Regions from separate parts of the Mus musculus genome. Here region 2 is linked to region 1. The links are chromatin contacts, called in public ChIA-PET maps. All regions are on one chromosome and are shown on one strand. The core of a region is the stretch at or near the end of the contact, and the rest is flanking DNA. Distances in the headings are between cores, read along the strand shown. Region 1 has its middle 33 kb from the start of Gm36235. Region 2 has its middle 47 kb from the start of Gm48606.

Region 1 (2,733 bases), core at 205-2,704:
TGCAGGTCATGTCTCAGATTGGCTGAGGGCATGCATTGGTATAGAAGCACTTAATGAGAACTTGCACTTCTTAAGAGTCAGAGGCTAGACCTGAAAACAGAGATAGAGGATTAGATTGTGGGGCTACATGAAAACTAAAGAATACAATTGTTAGGGGCTGGAGAGATGACCCAGCAATTCAGAATAGATGTTGCTCTTGCAGAGGACCTGGGGTTAGTTCCCAGCACTGACATAGTGTTTCAAAGCCATCCATAACTCCAGTTTCAGGGGCTCTGATTCCCTTTTCTGATCTCTGTAGGTACACACATACATGTGGTGCACATATTTTCAGGCAAATTACTCATATACATAAAATTTAAAAACAAATATATTTTAGCGAATACAGCTGCAACTATACTTGGTTTGAGGATTTGGGGAATGAATATAAAAATGTATATCAAATGATTATATAATCAGGTACACATACACACACATACACCACACATACACACACATACACCACACTTATACATACACACACATGCAAATATACCACAATACATACGTATATACAGACACATACACACACATATCGTATACCACACACACACATATAGATACACATACAGACACACATACACCACACTCACATACACACACACACACAGACAGAGGGCAGGGGGAAGAGAGAGATATTTCTGCAAGAACAAACGAAGAAAAGTATTAAAAATGGATACCAGAAATTATAAGAAAATTAAGCTGAGTGCAGTGGGACACAGCTGAAATCTTAACACTCAGAGCCTCAAGCAGGAATGTCAAGGGCAGCCAGAGCTCTGGGGACATAGCCTGTGCTGGGTGGGGCTTTTCAGTGACAACTGTCTTGGAAACATCTGTATATCTGTAAGTTCAGCAGCCTCATTGGTCCACCAAGCTGTAATTAGGTGTAATTGTTCCTTGGTCTGCTTTCTGTGCCCTGACTGTGGAACCAGACAGTTGTTCATAGATCCTTGGAAAAGTCACGCCCACTGGTCCACGTCCTGAGAACCCGGAAGAAGTTTTTTCATACCATAATTCCGTTAAGCAACTGGGCGTGTGATATTAGGTCTATTATTTCAGATTACTCCATGGCTCTGACCCCAAAGCTCAGGAGAATTTGAAAATTCTAGAAATCAGGCCTCTTATGATCATCTTACTGGGAAATGTGAATGAGTTAGGTGAGACAGGCTTGGAGTTGCTCCATCTACCAGAAATTCAAATGCAGAGAATAACTTCTCAATTATTCATTCACCCCCTGATTTAATCAGTTGATAATCTCTGGGGAGAACTCTTTACAGGTACTGAACTGGATGGGGAAATCAATAAGGCAGAGTCTCTTACAATTCTCCCTCCAAGAGCTAGAGGAAAGTTCTGGAAGAACCACTTGCTGTGAGTGATGAGCTTCCCCTGAGGTGAGGTTTGAGCTGAGTGTTATGGAATGGAAACAAGCTGGCTGAGGGCACAGAGTGAGAAAGATTGCTGCAGGAAGTGGGGGGTTGCCAGTGTAAAAGGAAACATTTTTAAAATCTGAGTTTAAATTGGCATGCTGTCCTATATATCAGCAGAAGGGATAGTTGTTCTTTCTTGCATGGAAGACATTTCCTGGGCCATTAACAGGCAAGGAAGCCTTCTACGTCTGGATGTGAGCTCTCCCCAAGGACTGACCACCCCCAGCCCCTGCCCAGGGATGTTTGCTTTGGTCCTTTGATCTCTTCTAAAGCTTTTGAAAAGTCTGTGTGATTCTCATTAAATATTGAGTTAGAGAAACACATGTGTATTAAATGCTTATCCAGGTGTCACAAATAAGCATATGGAGAGCTAAAATGGAAGGGAAGTGGGAGTGGGGGGGGGTGAGGGAAGGACAGACAGATGGACTGAAAGCCTGACTGTCCCCAGGCCCTCTGTGAAGCCCTCATCAGCTGCTACTTTCTGGCTTTCAGACTGCGAAACTCTGACCCTTTAGTCCAGGATGCCAATTTGGTTTACCCGAACTCTGTTTAGTGGCAGTGTGGGGCTCTGGGGATAAAAATATGCCTTCAGTGCTTCAGTGACTTGTGAACTAAACTGGGTCTACACGACTAGAGCTGTGATCTATTCTACACTCTCCTTTTCCTAGCTTCCCTTGTAAGCAGCCCACCCCTTCTATAGCAGTGAGAAGTCAGCAGCTCAGGGAAACATTGTCTGTCAGAGTGAACGGGAAGATGATTTCTGAGGTCACTGCAGCCAGCTCCAGCACCTAACAGCTTACAAACTAGAACAGCTCTGCCGATCCTAACTCCCCTTTAACGTTAACCAGGATCATGAAAAGATCATCAATAATCTCACCCCTTCCCCATTTCTCGCAGTTACTCACACTCACCAACATCCACAAACAGCTGAGTGAATATTTACTGACACCAAGAGTTTTTTTTTCTGCCTATGACCTTCAAGAATTCAGAATGGACTTGATAATTATGAGCAGCGTCCACTTCAATTAAAATAAAGTGGGGGAGGGGGGAACAGCTGTGAATGCTGGTTGCTATCATGCTTGTTAGCTTGCATGTGTAGAATATTTTCAATTAAATAAACAGAAATGTGTTTTTCAAAAGGCAGTGACATCTAAGCAAGTGGGAAGGAAACAGACACCTGGCCATGGTAACTATCTAAACACCTGCCCTCTGCCGCTAAAGGGCATCTTTTTCTGCCAGAATCTGCTGTGTATCGTGGAGGAGAAGATTT
Region 2 (2,700 bases), core at 93-2,592, 200 kb before region 1:
CTGAATCTGTAAATACACAGAGGCTTGGGTCCTTCGGGGTTTGCTCCGTCTGGACTGATACAGTGGTCAGAGAATTTACCATGCATGCTTTTGGATCTTTTGGAGTTGGCTTGGTTTTGCTTTCTGTCTCAGTGTCCAGCTCCATCAGTGTCTTACATGAGCTACACCCGGTCACGGAGAATTAACTGCTCTGTGTGAATCTCAGAATGAGTATTTTTTAAAAATGAAGGAAAGTATTTCCTTCGGAACCACATCCACTGGGCTGTGTGTGGTGTCTGCTTATATGGAGATCTTGTGGGATGGAGCTCCAGATCCCTAATGCCACAAAATAACCAAATCGACTACATTTTAAGTCAAGTTTTCTTCTTCCAGGGTGCCATGCCCACAGAAATGTTCTGTGGGGTTGTGGTACTGGGTACATGTGAGAGACAATGAGGTCTGGGTCTGCTCGCTTCCAGCTTCTTTTCACTGCCCACTGACTTTAAGCAGTTTGTCTAACTCCCCCTTTTGTGCAGAGCTTGGTGTGGTGTGAAGCTCCGGAAGAGGTTTCTTCTTCCATGGCCAATCCCGTTCTTTCCTTAGAATGGTATTTAGGGTCAGCTGACAGTCCCTATGTGTGTCTCATCTTGTCACTCCCCCGTGAGAGGGCAGCTGCACTTTCCGCTGACCATCTAGCCTATACAATAGAGACAGCCTGATGTAGAAAAACAGACCAAGGGGAAAAAGTCAGAAAAGAAACTGCCTGGCATTTCTTTATAGCTTAACTCATCCGGCGCCCACAATAATGAAATGCGTCTCCTCCTCTCGTGGGCTTCGCAGCTCTGATCCGGAACTCCCAGGTGCCCAAGTGAGGGGAAGAGCTATGAAAATTCAAGCGGAGTGACATTTTCCAAGGAGAATTGGATTAGTAGAGGGGAAAAGGCTGCCAAGATGAAAACCTTTCAGGATGGGGAACGATAAAGTGCAACGGCAACATCATACCTTCAACATGATTCTCTTCACAGTGAAGGGATGTGACCTTTGTGTGAAGGAAACCTGGGCTCCACCACAGACATTTCGCTAATGCTAATGTTCCCTTCCCCAGCTGCAAAATCCATCTGCGCCCTTCAAATACTTCTCTTCTCCTTCCTGCTCTGGTTATTTTTCCGGGCACGCTTCTTAAACTGCCAGAACTTAATATGATTTTACAACCTGCAGCCAAACTTTGGAAGCTTGAAGAATAGCTGACAGGCAGGCGCAAGTGCGAACTGACCTCCTTCACACACACATGGCTGTCAAGATAAGGGAACCCAGGGCTCTGCTGGTGTTGGGGGAAAACGGCTTAGCCTCATCTGAACTCACTTCCTGCTGGAGGGGCCGCTTGGTTGGTTGGGTTCCAGAGATAGCGTCTCACTGCGCTGCTCGGGTTGTCGTGGAACTCAGATTCAAGTTGCCTCGTCCTTCTGAGTGCGGGGCTTACAGGTCTCACTGGTTGGCTAAAACAGTTATATGGGGCATAATCCTGAGGGTGAGTAACTCGGGGTCTACAGAATATGTTCTGTAGGAATCCTCTTGAAACAAAGGAGTTATTCCTGTGTTTTTTTTCAGTCTTTTCCACTCTTTATAATCTATAGGAGTATCATTTTCTCTTCTACAGATGAGAAAGAGGAGTCCAAAACCTTTTATGTATCTGGATCTTGGGGACAGTAATCACAAAAGCAGAATTTGTACTTAGGTTTATTTTCACTGCAGTGGCCAGAATAGCTAGACACCGAGCCTCGGACACACAGTAAGGATTTTATATGCTTAATCCACCTCATGGTTGGTGCTTCCATTGTTGAACCTTTCCTAAAGTTCAAAGCCTGGGGCTGGAGAAGTTTTGTTACTTGCTCATGAATAGCAGTCCTGGGATTTTTTGTTTATCTCTCTGGCCTGAATCCACTAAGTGGCTACCGATGACCTTGAACTTCTGATCCTCCTGTTTGAACCTTCTAAGTGCTAGGATTGCATGCCTGGTTTGTGTGCTGCTGGCAACAGAACCAAGGGCTTGGGGCAGCAAGCATTCTACCAAGTGAGTCAAATCCCCAGTCCAAGTATGGGACTTTGTGATGAAGAAAACATACAAATCTAATAAGAGTTAAATGTCCTTACTGTTACCCATCATCTGAGTGCTGTGAGATCGCATCCCCAGTAACATGTTTGACCTTCAGAGTTGCATAATAAGACTGAAATCATGATGGTGAAGAAGGCAAGGAACAATCCTAAGAATGCTCTGAGCTTGAGCCAATTATTTTGTCAATAGACCATAGGAGGTTGCAGCTCACGATGTTTCCCAGTTATGAAAAGATACACATTCAAGATGAGTGAAGTTTTCAAACTATGGTTGTCACTCCCAACACACCTCCCTGAGCCTCAGGGAGTGAGCACAGGGACTCTTCTGAAAAGACCAATGACAGTTCTGAGGGGAACATACGTATATCACAAGTTTGAATTCAGCACACAGGTGGATATTTGCTGAATACCACACAGCAAGCATGGAGTTCCTCGCCCCAGAGATATCACAGCCACTTATGATCCATAATCTTCTCCCAGCTTTCAGATACAGAAACTGAAGCGCCATGAGATCGGCTCAGTGAAGCAAGAGAGTGGGAGCCTGATTTCCAATTCTTATTCTTTATGACAACTATATATTTATTATTCTTCTCGTTGTCAGGACCACTT

The links. ChIA-PET counts read pairs in DNA pulled down with a chosen protein or histone mark.
Region 2: a contact with region 1 is called in an RNA polymerase II ChIA-PET map of memory CD8 T cells, with 22 read pairs. The contact joins two enhancer-like sites. A contact is called at or near these places in 1 of 15 datasets of contacts at CTCF or cohesin (CD8 T cells), 2 of 484 Hi-C or Micro-C datasets (Th1 cells and nephron progenitors) and 2 of 115 datasets of contacts at active chromatin or transcription factors (Th17 cells and memory CD8 T cells).

Annotation. Positions count from the first base shown.
Region 1 is chr12:15,980,677-15,983,409 of GRCm38.p6, reverse strand. No RefSeq gene overlaps it. Among named protein-coding and RNA genes, the nearest start is that of Gm36235, 33 kb to the left of the region's middle. Within about 2 kb of position 1,454, at least 32 of the 459 cell types and tissues checked have an H3K27ac peak or open chromatin away from gene starts, as enhancers often do. A contact at or near this core is called in CD8 T cells, Th1 cells, Th17 cells and 1 more, where this site is marked.
Region 2 is chr12:16,184,208-16,186,907 of GRCm38.p6, reverse strand. No RefSeq gene overlaps it. Among named protein-coding and RNA genes, the nearest start is that of Gm48606, 47 kb to the left of the region's middle. Within about 2 kb of position 1,342, at least 69 of the 459 cell types and tissues checked have an H3K27ac peak or open chromatin away from gene starts, as enhancers often do. A contact at or near this core is called in CD8 T cells, Th1 cells, Th17 cells and 1 more, where this site is marked.